Regions from separate parts of the Mus musculus genome. Here region 2 is linked to region 1. Evidence: chromatin contacts called from public HiChIP or PLAC-seq data. All regions are on one chromosome and are shown on one strand. Each heading gives the region's core, a stretch centred on a gene start, on an enhancer-like site or on the middle of the called end of the contact. The rest is flanking DNA. Distances are from core to core; before and after follow the strand shown. Region 1 overlaps Ebf1 (early B cell factor 1). Region 2 overlaps Clint1 (clathrin interactor 1).

What was found. HiChIP or PLAC-seq counts read pairs in DNA pulled down with a chosen protein or histone mark.
Region 2: a contact with region 1 is called in an H3K27ac HiChIP or PLAC-seq map of large pre-B cells, with 4 times the contacts expected there. The contact joins two enhancer-like sites.

What each region holds. Positions count from the first base shown.
Region 1 is chr11:44,915,837-44,922,914 of GRCm38.p6, reverse strand. All of the region lies in intron 9 of Ebf1 (early B cell factor 1), which reads right to left. Among named protein-coding and RNA genes, the nearest start is that of Gm51859, 170 kb to the left of the region's middle. Within about 2 kb of position 2,569, at least 7 of the 459 cell types and tissues checked have an H3K27ac peak or open chromatin away from gene starts, as enhancers often do.
Region 2 is chr11:45,874,207-45,881,407 of GRCm38.p6, reverse strand. The region is part of intron 1 of Clint1 (clathrin interactor 1); the gene reads right to left. Among named protein-coding and RNA genes, the nearest start is that of Clint1, 26 kb to the right of the region's middle. Within about 2 kb of position 5,662, at least 48 of the 459 cell types and tissues checked have an H3K27ac peak or open chromatin away from gene starts, as enhancers often do.

The DNA of each region.
Region 1 (7,078 bases), core at 1,320-3,819:
CATTGGTGAGCACAGCTCTCAGCTCTCATTAAAAATGCATCTTTGTGAAGGGGACTGTGATTCATATGGGAACTTACACTGGTCAAAATGCAGAGAACAAATCTGTGGAGGGATCAGCCTTAAATGGTACATCTCGATCCCACTGCTCCCTGCCAATCAGGAAGCCACATCAACCTCTAGCTGGGGAGCTAATGGTTCCTAATAGAGGAAGAATCGATATTCTTTATAGATGTGGCCCCTGGTAGGAGAACCATGCTCCAGCCAATGGCCCCACCCATGTATACAGGGTCAGCACTAATTAGACTCAGTAAAAAAAAAAAAAAAAGAAAGGGAGAGAGACAAAAAGAAGGATATGAAGTTGGGAGAGGGATCTCTAGGTGTAAGTTGCGGAGTGTCTGAATATAATCAGAATGCATTGTATACAGGTGTGAAGTTCTCGACAAATAGATAACAATGGAAACAAGTATTCTATTCACATTGAAATCCTTCCCAAAATGCTTTGAATGCTGTCTGAATCATGGAGAACATGCAAGGTAACTTAACTTTGATAAACCAAGATCATATTTGAAGTCACCTGTCTTACATCTTGCTGTAATACATTAAAACACTGAGTGATGGCTGAAGTATGAAGTGCTGTCCCCCAACCCTAAAATGCTTCCACACAGTTAAGCACTTGAAATGACTTCTGTTTTAGTCTGTGCTTTTGTCCTCTGCAGCTTCTAATCTGCACTTATAATCTATAGGCATAGAAACAAGGAGATCAGGTTTAATACTGTATAGAGAACAAGAGCCAAACCAGGTCCAGATCCTTCTTTGCCTACCCATGCTTGGCTACCCTCTGACTTCCTGACCACACGGTCTCTATGCAGTCAACCAAAGTCAGAGTAGTCGCGGCCTCTTTTTAGGAATTCAGATGATTACAACATTCACAATATGACTCCTAAAAAAACTATTAACTGTGCGCCATCAAGAATTTCCTGTTTATCGTTCTACTACTGAACAGTTTGTGAGACCAGGAGAAACTCTTGAATCCTCATGTCTGTTCTTAAAAGTTACTAAGGAGAGTCAGGAGAGATGGCTCAGGCGTTAACAGTACACTAGGTATTCTTACAGAGGACGTGGGTTCAGTTTTCAGTATCCAACACCCATATGGAGGCCATATGTAATTCCAGTTCTAGGGGATTCTATGTCTTTTTCTGACCTCCATAGGTACCAGGTGTACCCATGGTATGCATACAAACATGTAGGTAATGCATTCATACACAAAAAATAAAAATAAACAAATCTAAAAATATGTTATGAAATGAATGTCTTCCATACATAATATTCTAAACATTCCTGAAATAAATCCATGTGTAAATATGCTCATAACTCTACTAAATGTTTGACTCCAGTAGGCACAATTACCCTTACAGGAATCCATTCTTCTTAACCCAGTAATATTAGAACACTCACCAAATAACTCACTATCAAAGTGACAACTCGACTAGCTTTGCACTTATATCCCAACAGGAGCACGGGCTGCTGTCTATATGGTTTCTATATGGTAAGGAAAAGGAACACTGCTCAACATTTGTGGCTTCAATAAGAAATGAAGTAAATATTTTAAGGTATTAAAGAGTTTGAGAAATGGCTTAGTTGTTAAAACTACTTGCTGTTCTTCTAGAGAACAAAGTCCTTGGGTAGCCTACAACTGCTTTTAAATCAATCCAGCTAGAGAATCTTATGCCCTCTTCCTGTCTCTTGGGGTACTGCACACACATGTACATGCATACACAAACACACACACATGCATATGCACACACACAAGCACACAAGTCAAAATAAAAATAAATCTAAAATGAAAAGAAGTTAAGACAGTAATAATAAAATGTCTACACTAAAAGAGTGTTTATTCCTAAACTTACACAACTTTAAATGTGATTTATTTATCTTCCTTGTGTATATGTGTGCTCATCCCTTCTGCTTTCACAGGAAGTAATAATATAAATAAACTACTGTGGGAAACTATTATCAAAATGAAAAGTAGAAGAATGCCAGTGTGGAGTACTATGTATTAGATGTGTAACTGCACAGAGGAAAGCTCCAAAGGTTAACAGAAGTAGCCTCTTTGGTTAAGTGTTCTTTGGTGAAGTTCAGTTTCCTCTGACTCCCTCTCTATTTCCTCCAACCCCTCAACAGCAAATACACATGCACATTACAGTCAAGGGAAACCATTAGGGACTGTATGATGATGGAAGACTCATGGACTGAGTCTTCATGGCCTGGAGAGACTACCCAGCTACCAGGAAGCAAAAATATGGTCCTTTCCAGCTGCCTATATGAGTGTTTGTTTACCCCAAACTCAGACAGGAGAGCCAGAAGAGCCCTGTGGTGTGGGCCCAAAAGACACAGGCTCATCACAAACTATGGGTGGCAAAGATGTCTCTGAGAGAGAGAGAGAGAGAGAGAGAGAGAGAGAGAGAGAGATCCAGATGTGGAGGTGGAGAAATGGGGCTCTACGTGACAGAAGCAGGGGAAAGAGCAGAGAGGACTGGAGCAGGCAGAGCAGCTGTGGAGGCAGCAGTCTGAAGAAACCACCTGCAAAGTCAGGAAGGCCGGAGAGGAAGCATGGGTCTGTGTGTGGTCTCTTGTGGCATCCAAAGGACACTAGGAGCAGGGAGGCATGATCCATGAACAGTTGGAGTGCTAAGAAAAACACGTTGTAGAGTCCTGGGGGAAGGCATGTCTTTGGGAGAGCTATCTTCTCTGAGGAACAACAGCATGTGCTCTCCATAGCTCCCTCGTACTCAATAATGAAGGTGATGACCTAAGCAACGCTGACCTGTTGTGGCCTTCTCGCGGTGCGCTCAGCACTAACCTAAGCTCTTCCGGGGACTTGTGCCCGATAGACTTCAGGGGGCAGGCATGGCTATTAAGTGGTTCATAAGTAAGGAGAGTGAATTTCAGGAAGGTTTAGAAACCTAACCAATTAGAAGCAGCAAGCTCCCCTGACTAATGGCTGTCATCATCATGCCACAACTGTCCTCTTTCTCTAGACTGCTTATCATGTTACAATAATTTCTGGACTTTACCCTCTCTCTCTGCCTTTGAAAACATCAATCTCATCCCTAGTAGCTCCTTTACCTTCCATGTCTGGAGCACTGGAAGCACACAACTGTTCTCTCTGGGAAGCTAAGCTGAGAACAGCTCCCCAGCAGAGCTCAGAAGCAACTCCACCAGCAGCCTACATGTGTGTCCTCTAGCCACTGGCTTTATATAAAAGAAAAGCAATGCGAAGTGCTGAGCCATGTGCAAAAAGAGAACTAGAACATACACCACACACACACACACACACACACATACACACACACACAATGCCAAATTTCCCGCACCAGCTTCACAACCCTGAACTAACTATCTGCCACATTAGAAAGTCAAGTAAGAAAAAAAAATCGACAGTACAGGGGAACACCAGGGCCAAAAAGGGGGAGTGGGTGGGCAGGGGAGTGGGGGTGGGTGGATATGGGGGACTTTTGGTATAGCATTGGAAATGTAAATGAGTTAAATACCTAATAAAAAAAAAAGAAAAAAAAAAAGAAAAAAAAAAAAAAGAAAAAGAAATCGAGTGTAAAGACTCAGCGGGATAGAGAAAAGGGAAGGGGCAGTTTGTTATTGTTTATGGAAAACTAATTAACACTAATCATCAGAAAAAAAACTCTCAAGTACAATAAAGGGCTTTGAACACAGACTCTGGGCTCTGCAATTGCCACATTCCATGCCTCAGTTTACCAGTAGAATCATAGGCTACAGAAGCTTGGATCTTCTCTGTGGGAGCTCAGAATAATATTAAATATGTTTTGTGTTTGGGTTGTGCTTCTCCAGGGATGCTAACGCACCTTCTAGATTAATTTTTTAATTTATGTATTAATAATTCGCACAGCATTCTCCCTCCTTCTCAATTAGAATGATAATACCCATTTCTTTCGAGATAGGCAGGGGGTGCTGAGTGATGGACATGGAACAGACACTTAAATAAGGAAGCTCTAACACAACGCGTAATTAAAGCTTTGAGACCAAACCCACCTTAGGATATGATATGAATGTCAGTAGCCAAAGAAACAGACTCGTTGTTCTTTCTTTCTGGAGCATTCGTCTTTGTGTAACCAGGAATGACATTTTGAGATGTATCTAAAATTCAGGGCTAAAGAGATGGCTCAAGGGATAAAGGTGCTTGCTGCTAAGTCTGGTGACCCAAGTTCAAGTCCTTGGGACCCACATGACTGAAAATAGAGAATCAACTGCCACAAGTTATACTAAGACCTACACACACACACACACACACACACACACCATTCTAAATAAATAAATAATGCAAAGAGTATTAATGAGAGCAGCACAGTTCCACCTCCACATGTGCCTCATGGGCTCATTCATGTATTTTGGGTTGTTCCTACCTAATCAGACTTCTCTCAGGAGCTGAGGTCTTTCATTCCAAAAGAGTGCCTGTTGGGTCATCAGAATTTGATCTCTCAGGGAATGAAGGGAAGGAGGAAGGGAAGAAGGGAGGAACGGAGGGAGAGAGGGAGAGAGAGCGAGAGAGGAGAAATGGGGAGGGGGAGAGAGAAAGAAAGAGAGAGAGAGAGCGAGCAAATGCATGGAGTATCACACAAACATACAAACATTCTGGTTTTCTTTATTCCTTTCAAGAAACAGCTAAAACCAATGTTTAGCAAAAGAGGTCAGGTCTCATGGATCCCTAAAGATAAACTTGGTAAGGAGACATTTGAAACTCAAGTCTCCGGAATTAAATTCCATAGGGGAGTTCACCCTAGCTTTGGAGTAGCCAGTAATGTTTCTGAATGCTGTAAAATTTTCTTAATATAGACACAGATACAGATAGGGACTAGAGGCCCACAGAGTGATGTTTTTAGCTGTTTTCTGGGTTCCTTGCATAGACTATCAGCTCCATGAAGAGATAGCCTTGATCTGGTTTGCTTTTACTGGGTTCCCGGGACTCAGACAGACCTTGGATTAAGTTAGTTCTCATGAGCTGCTCATCAAACGCTGAAGTGACCAAATAGCAAGATGCCATTAAATAGCCCTCACGAGTAAGTTAAAGACTGAATAAACTTCTGTGTAAGTGTTCAGAAAAGAAATGATCAAGGCTAGGGGTGTAGCCGAGGGTAGAGCAATTGCCTAGCATGTTTGAGGGTCTGGGTTCAATCCCAGAACCACCAAAAGAAAACAGAAGAAAAAAACCCATCCCACTCCATTCAAAATTCTTTCTTTTTCCTAAAAAAATAAATAAATAAAAATAAAAACAAGAAGCTTTTGACTTGGCCACCACAAACCTACTGGTATCATTAAGTATTCCAAAAGAATCCACTGCCCGGTTCCTTGGACCAGGAAGTTAACCGTGACCCTCAATCAATGTAGTTAATTGTCTCAAAACAGAACAGCAATGCGATCGATTTTCCAAAATAACAGATTGGGAAGAAAGGAACTAAAATAAACATGCTGTGCTTCAACTGCCCCAGCCTTTGTGGGTTTATTTATTTATTTATTTTGTAAGTTGTTGTTTAAATAAACCTCCTCCAGCTCCCTTCCCAGGATGCAGATCTCAGGCCAGCTGGGCTTCATGGAAAACTGGACTGCATCCTGACAGTCTGGGAGCTGGAGAAGAGCTGCAAAGCAAAGGTCGGATGGAGGCTCACAGCGCAGCCCAGCCCTGGCTCTAAGAAACACAGGGAGCGATATTCAGACCAGCCCGACCGTGGCTCCTGACTCTAGCATGCGCTCCTGCTTCTGTGCTCCTGCTTCGAAATTAAAGCCTAAGAAAAGGGAAGGCCAGGTGCATTTCTCGAAAGGGCCAAGTTCACAGTTTACAGGGAAACTCGGCTTTGTGGAATGAGGCAACCCCACAATGAAAGGCAAAGTACTGACAGGGAACAAATCTTCCTTACACCAAGAGAGCTCCACGAAGAGGGGTTTCAGGTCCTTCAAAGGTATACAGGATACCACAGCATTAAGATATAGAATCATCTAATATGCATGTGATGTAGTTCATATTTGCATACTGATCCACTGGTATTTACACATATATTCAGTAATGCATTATTTTGCACGCCCCTTCAGAGTGAGAGATAAGTAGACTCTAGAGAAAATTGAAGTAGAACCTCTTTGGATGTGGTGGCCCCTAGACTGGCTCTGGCTTGAAGTCTTTCCAGGACACATTATGCACAACCTGCTGTTTTTAGCAGAATTTATTAAGCCTAGCTGCCAGCTCTTTCTTAGTGACTCAGAGCCGAGCCACCATGCTTATGAATAGTCATCAATGTGGTGCCCAGTAATATGGTTCAGTGTCTGCTTTTTAAACTTTGTGGTTCCACCCTGGATACAAGGCTGCCCTTTCCCCTATCACTGAGCCTGTTCCTAACAACCTGGGTCTGGAGTGCTGCTTGTGAGCTGCACCTGGAAAAGCAATAATATTCCTTCCCCACTTCCCCCTCGATAAGATCCCGTCCTAAAATTCTGTGGTGGTAACATTACTTTGACATTATTTCTCTAAATTGTGAGTTTTGTTATGTTATCAGAAGACTGGGAGGTATAACAGATCCACACAAATTAAATGCATAATTCTGTATCGTGTCTCTTCGATATAATAGATAGTTAATACATTACATCAATATAGGCTTTGAAGCACAAATTTAGGAAAATTTGACGGCCGCCAATTATGTTAAATTGCACATGTTATCAACTTTGAATTAAAGCTCAGGACTCAGACGGACTTGAGTTCAAACCCAAGCTTTGCAAATAAGCATCTGGGAGGTTAGAGGGCTTTGGGGGGAGGCCTTAGCTTCATGTGGGGTACTGGATCGACTACCTACAGGTAGCATAAGTACCCATGTCAACACCTCAAAAAGAGCTACTCTTTCTACTATTCAACCTTCGTCATTTCCAGTTGACTGCTGTTAAGATATTTGTGTACATATATATCATGCTACAACTATATCTGAACATCACGTGTATTAATGAAAACTAAGTTACATCTATATCATAGTGATTGAAGCCTCGTCAGATAAAACAATTGCTGAGG
Region 2 (7,201 bases), core at 4,413-6,912, 960 kb before region 1:
ATCAATAACCTTCTAAAAATGAAAAAAAATTCCCTTTAAAAATAAAAATTAAAAACAATTAAAAAAATTTACTTCCCTGTAGCTTAATTCTAAATCTTCCCAGGTCTGGGAGAGATTTGTGTCCTTGTTGATTTCAGTCACTAGAGGGGGCCCTGTAATCAATTTTTGGACACACAAACTCCAAAGAAATGTCTGAACTTGGCTTTGCTGAAGAGCAGGAAAGCAGGCTTCCCAGCACTTGGGCAACTGCCAATCAAGTAGTTTTTATGCTCGTAGCATAAAAGCATGCTTTACTAGAAAATATCCACAGAGCAGAAGGGAAGAAGTGTGGGCACAACTCAGGTCCAGCTGTGAACGGAGGAGCACTGCGGTAGCAAGTATTGTTCCCACTCTGTCTTTTTTCCAAATGGGGTCAAACGGGTTTGTATCTTCACAGAGCACCACCCTTCTAGTCTAAGCTTACAATTCAATGTTCTGTTATATGCAGGTGTACACATTTCACAGGAAGACAGACAGAAACAGACCCAATAACTTAGTTCCAAGCACCAATTTCAAACCATACTATTTCCTTTATACTCCCTCAATTTCCCCAGTCCACCCTGATGAGCATTCTTACACTCTAGCCACGGGAAACAATACAATCCTACTAAAGTGCACAACAAATTCTGTGTGCCAGTTGCCTCCGCTGTAACTGTCCTACAGGTTAGGACACAGGACACTCCTTACACTTGTGATGGTCTTTGGTTTGGATAGTTAAGTGCTGCAGCATAGTAACTGAAGTTTGCACCCAGTGCTGTGGGAATAAGCCACGGGACAAATGCAAATGCCCACAACTGGAACAACACTAAAACCAGTCCTGAGGAGGAAATGTCACCTCTTAAAGCATTGGACTCCTCAAGAACTTCTAAAGGACAGCTGAAAATCCAGTTTTGAAACAGTTTCGCTCCCTGATAAATACCAATCTTCATACTGGCATAGTCACACTCCTGGAACACTTGTGAGACAGAGTTATCAGGATCAAGAGGTTGAGGGCAGCCTGCACTATGTGACAAGCCCCTGTCTCAGGCCACAATCTCTCTAAATGCTGCAGCACTCTAGTGAATACAGGACATCAAGGGCAACAGGCATTGTTCTGCCCAAGGGAACTTCTGTTGAAATCTTGTCTCAGTCACTGACTTTTATTTTTGGTTTGGTTTTTAGCATATATTAAATACAAAGTGTCTGATGAAGAAGAAAAAAGTGGAAGCTAGAAAGATGGCTCAGATGTTAACAGCACTTTCTGCTCTTACTGAGGACGGCTCAGTTCCCAATGCTCATGTTGTGCAGTCCATGCACAAGCTCCTGGAACTCCAGTTACAGGGAGCCTGATACCTTTTTCTGACCTTTTCTGGCACCAAGGCACACATATAAATAAATAGTAAATCTTTTCTTTCTTTTTTTTATTGGATATTTTATTTACATTTCAATTGTTATCCTTTTTCCCGATTTCTCCTCCAGAACACCCTCCATCCCATCCCCCCCCCCCACGCTTCTATGAGGGTGTTCCTCCACCCACCCACCCACTACCACCTCCCTGCCTTTGCATTCCCCTACACTGGGGCATAGAGCCGTCCCAGGACCAAGGGCCTCTCCTCCCATTGATGCCCGACAAGGCCATCCTCTGCTACATATGCAGCTGGAGCCATGTGTACTCTTTGGTTAGTGGTTTAGTCTCTGGGAGCTCTGAGGGGTCTGGTTGGTTGATATTGTTGTTCTTCCTATGGGATTGCAAACCCCTTCAGCTCCTCCAGTCCTTTCTCTAACTCCTCCCTTGGGGACCCCATGCTCAGTCCAATGGCCGGCTGTGAGCATCCACTTCGGTATTTGTCAGGTTCTGGCAGAGCCTCTCAGGAGACAGCTATATCAGGTTCCTGTCAGCAAGAACTTCTTGGCATTCACAATAGTGTCCGAGTTTGGTGTCTGTATAAGGAATGAACCCCCAAGGTGGGGCAGTCTCTGGATCACCTTTCCTTCAGTCTCTGCTCCACACTTTGTGTCTGTATTTCCTACTGTGAGTACTTTGTTCCCGGTTCAAAGAAAGACTGAAGCATCCACACTTTGGTCTTCCTTCTTCTTGAACTTCATGTGGTCTGTGAATTGTATCTTGGGTATTCCAAGCTTTTAGGCTAATATCCACTTATCAGTGAGTGCATACCATGCGTATTCTTTTGTGACTGGGTTACCTCACCCAGAATATTTTCTAGTTCCAATAAATCTTTTCTTAAAAAGAGATAAAAGTAAATTTTCTCCTCTCTTAGACATCGTATTTTCTCTGTCAGTCGTCACATACAGAGAGAGGCAAGAGAACAAGTTGCAGAAGCAGGCCCCTCTTTTCACCAGGGGGATCTCTAACAATACGCTGCAAGTGAGAAAAACTAGACTTCCTGAACAAAACCCTAACATGCTTGGTAGATGAAAACTGTCTACCTTTATGGTTTGAACACTGAAATGTCTTTAAAGACTCCTGACAGTGGGAGCAGTCTGTTATTTTCTCACTATGGGGTAGCCAATATTTACAACCAACTGCATTCTTATTTTGTCAAGATGAGACATTTTTGTGGGCAGTACACTTCAACTCATTGCGTCTACAGAGTTCACAGAAACTATGTGTATGTATGGTTAAGGACACCGACTGAGGCCAGAAGAGGGCATTGGATCCCTGGAATTAACTCACGTTCTCTACAGGTACAAGTGCTCTTAACAGCTAAGCCATCTCTCTGGCCCCAGAGGTGACTTTGAGTCAGTTTTCCCAAGGCCCGCAGCTTGGAGATCATCTTGATCTGTAAAATCAAACCATAAGAGGCTGGGCTAAGAGACTTGAGCCCAACCGCAGAGAGCAGAACTGGGTCATGACAGAACTATAAACTATGTTTTTGTTATAAATTTCCCAGTTGTTTATTAAAATTTGAAACTTTGAACAGAAAGTCTAATAAGAAAGCACTGTGCTTTAGGACTCATGACAGAGGTAACTGCAATGTCCCAGCATAATCTGTTCTCTACAGAAGGACAATCAGCCACTGACAGGAGACGATGGCACCATCTACTAGTTCTAGCCTGTCACTCTCTACAAATTCCAAGAGTGAAAAGTAAGCTGGCTAGGTTAACCTATGCCTATTATTCCAGCACCCACAAGTCAGCCTGGATGATGAACAGGAAGATGCTGTCTAGAAGGAAGGAAGGAAGGAAGGAAAGAAGGAAGGAAGGAAGGAAGGAAGGAAGGAAGGAAGGAAGGAAGGAGCAAGGGAAGAAGGGAAGGAGGGAGGGCAGGCATTTCTTTTTTTTTTTTTTTTTTTTAAAGATTTATTTATTTATTATATGTAAGTACACTGTAGCTGTCTTCAGACACTCCAGAAGAGGGAGTCAGATCTCGTTACGGATGGTTGTGAGCCACCATGTGGTTGCTGGGACTTGAACTCTGGACCTTTGGAAGAGCAGTCGGGTGCTCCCACCCACTGAGCCATCTCACCAGCCCGAGGGCAGGCATTTCAAAACCCTAGATTTCAACATGTACATTCAAGAAATTTGTTCCCCTGTTTATAAGATCACATACCTAACACTCTAGGAAAATTCCCACTATTTTGTATCAGTGTAAAGGAAGCAACACTAACCAAGCTCATGTATTAATTTCTGAGATTCATAAAAACCAATGTGTTTCTCTTTGTCTAAAGTTGTCCTAAAATATAAGTCCTGTTCCCACAAGCCACCAACTTTCTGATTGCTGCCAATGGTGATTTAATCTGGCAAGTTTTCAGAGAAATCTTTGAGTAATTTATGAAACAGATGTGCAAAGACATGATATGAAAGGGACAAGCCAAGGAAACCATCCCAGTGTCAGCACCTGTGGGGAGACACAGTTCCCTTTCCTTACCCTTCAGGGGTGAGCAGCACTAAACAAGACAAGCCGCCGACCTGCCGGCCCGCTGGCCCACCCGCAGCCCATGCTCAGGTCTTGCTAGGCTCCAGGAACTACTCCAGGATGCATTAACAGCGGATAGTGTGCACTCCTGTGTTCTCACTGTGCTACTTTGTTTTCACAGCTACTCTGTACAAGACAGAGCAAAGCCATACATAGACTTGCCCCATCAGTGACTCAGAAGTTACGAAGGTGTCAATGCTTGTCTCTGGTATGTACCTACTGTTAGGGTCTCTAAACAAACCAATCACTGGTATGTCTCAGTTTCCTCATTCAGACGGTCCCTCATATCACTAGCAAGGTGACTAAGAACCTGTGCAAGGCAGTTAGTTAGCAGAATTAATACCACTGTTTTTCATTCTAGATAGGATTTATGGATTGAATATTAAACACTCTATTGGCTCATGTGTCGAAAGCCTGGACCCTGATGGTGGCAGTATTTTAGGAGGCTCTAGAAATTACAGGAGATAAGTCCTCTCTGGAAGGAATTAGTCACCAGGGAAGGTCCTTGTGCCTGAATTGTCCTCTGTCTCTACTAGCTGCCATACCATGTACCTCTGTGCTCCCTCTCCTCCTTGCCACAATAGGCTGGCACTACTGAGACCATGAGCCAAAAGCTGTCTAGGTTGTCTGTCGGATAAATGGTCACAAAGACAGAGAACCTGACAATGGTACCCCTCATAAGGAGGGACCATAAACATGTGCTAATCCATCTGTCTCACAAACAAATCATTGGCAGAGTGTAGGAGAGATGGCTCTCTGGTAGAATACATCCTTTTCTTGAATAGGGTTCTCCATCACCCTCTTCAGGCAACTCACAACTACTTGTAACTCCTCGTACTGACATCCTCTTCTGGACAGAGTAGGCAACTGCACTCACCCATAACCATACACAGATATGCATACACATAATCAAAAGTTAAACTCAAATAAAAAAAAAACAATAATTAGCAGAGGCTGGAAGTGTGGTTTGGTGGTACAGAACAAGGTCCTGGGTTCAATCCCCACCACCAAAACTAACCAACACCCAGAATAGCAGAATTCTGAGCTTTTAAAACATCCAAACCAATGTCCATGTTATCACTCCATGTAGTGTGTGGCTGTGAGTGTATACGTGCCACAAAACCTGGCTCCTTTCCAAAGACATCAACTATAGCAGGAAGTATCTGGAGTCACTGGTTCTTACTGGTTTGTTTGGAACTCTGTTCACTCCCTAGAAGGAGTGCTGCTTTTATGACTTAAGCAAGCTTAAAGACCAGCCATTGCCACACAGGCTAGCATCAGGACATGGCAGTTACCGGTTTCCAGAGAGGCACCTTGCCAGTAAAGACTGGGAGGTCAAGCTCCTCATGCCTAGCAAAACCAAATATATTACACACACACACACACACACAAAAAAACCCAGAGTAAAAAGTAACTCCCATGTGGAAAAAATTTTAACTCTTAAGAAATCCCTACTCGTGCCGGGCGTGGTGGCACACACCTTTAATCCCAGCACTTGGGAGGCAGAGGCAGGCGGATTTCTGAGTTCGAGGCCAACCTGGTCTACAAAGCGAATTCTAGGACAGCCAGGACTATACAGAGAAACCCTGTCTCGGAAAACCAAAAAGAAATCCCTACCCGAGAAAGAGTTCTCACAAAGAAAAATTATATGAAGTTTAACAACTAACATACAAAGGAAAAAGACTCAAAGAACCAAAACCACATCAAAGCTCCAAACAAAACAAAATGCCAGTAAGTAGAGTAGGGCGATGGGTGAAGGCTGTTCTGTTTAGTATTATCTAGACAATGAAAAAAAATGGACTTTTTTTTTTTAAGAAAAAAAAAAAAACTAGTATTACAACTTGTCTCATTTTCTATGCAAATGTTTGATGGCTGGACAGACACAGTTGTGCTGGGAACCAGCCCAGCTCCTTGTCTGCAGATGGAAGACTGCGTCCACTGTTCTCATCCTTTGGCCAGAACATCTGGCCATGACCAGAAGAACACTAGTCCCTAGAGATGACAGTCACAACTCCGAGCCATTTCTGTTTTCCACCTTTAAAACTCTTACTTTTCTCAGCAACTTTAAAAATCTTCAGTCATTTTATTTTCTCTGAAGCAGTGGTCTACACAGTTCTGCGAAAACTGTCACTGGGGACTGACTACAGGTGCTCCCTGAGAAGAGTGCTCCCTGGGGAGCTGGGCATCGCTGGCTACAGAGAAACTTCCCAACTGTCCCGCTTCCCAGCGACTTGCCTGGTCTAATGGCTCATCCTTGGGCCCCAAAAGGAACAGCAGTGTACATTCCTCAAACTTCTGAGATATTTCTTTCCTGGAACAATCTTTGTGGGGTTTTTTTTTTTTTGTTTGTTTGGTGTTTTTTTTTTTTTTTTTGGTTTTTAGAGACAGGGTCTCTCTTGTAGCCCTGGCTGTCCTGGAACTCACTCTGTAGATCAGGCTGGCCTCGAACTCAGAAATCCACCTGCCTCTGCCTCCCAGGTGCTGGGATTAAAAGCATGTGCCACCACTGCCTGGCTGGAACATTCTTTAAGTGTCTTCAAACTCACTTTAGTAGACTGTTGCAAACACAAGTGCCTTCTTCAAGCCATCAAATACAAAATACGCTTTCATTCCACTATTTTTAGTTCAACCCTGAACACACACGATGGAAGAACAACGCTCTTCACGCTGTCCCTGACATCCAAGTGTGTGCCGTGCATGGCGTGCTTACGTGCATGCATACACCTGTGCACATATATACAAAAGTTAAGGTAAAATAAGTTCTATTTAACTCTTGGCTAAGATTTCAGCCTTTTAAGTTGCTTCAAGTCTCGTCTATTTTTGGTGTATTTTGAAAACCTTGCCTGCTTGCTGACTTCGTGTACTTACCTTACTTTGTACTGACATATAACTGTGCACATATACAGCCGCGTGCTTTGTTGCAGTTACACACCGGGTAAGACTTGGCACAACCATCCTTGTGGTGAGACCCTCAAAAGCCCTGTTCTGACCACTCCAAAGCACCTGCTAGTCAGTGATGCTGCTGTGCAAGCATTCAGCAGAACTTCTTTCGCTTTCTTTCCTGTAATGATAATTGTGTTGAGGATCAAACCTAAGACCTTCTACATGCTGAGCAAGTGCTCTTAATACTGAGCTACACTACCAGCACCTCTTCTTCTGAGACAGTCTCCTTGTATAGCTTAGGCTTACCTGGAACTTGCTACTTAGCCCAGGCTGGACCACCAGCTGAAGACTAGGAATACAGAA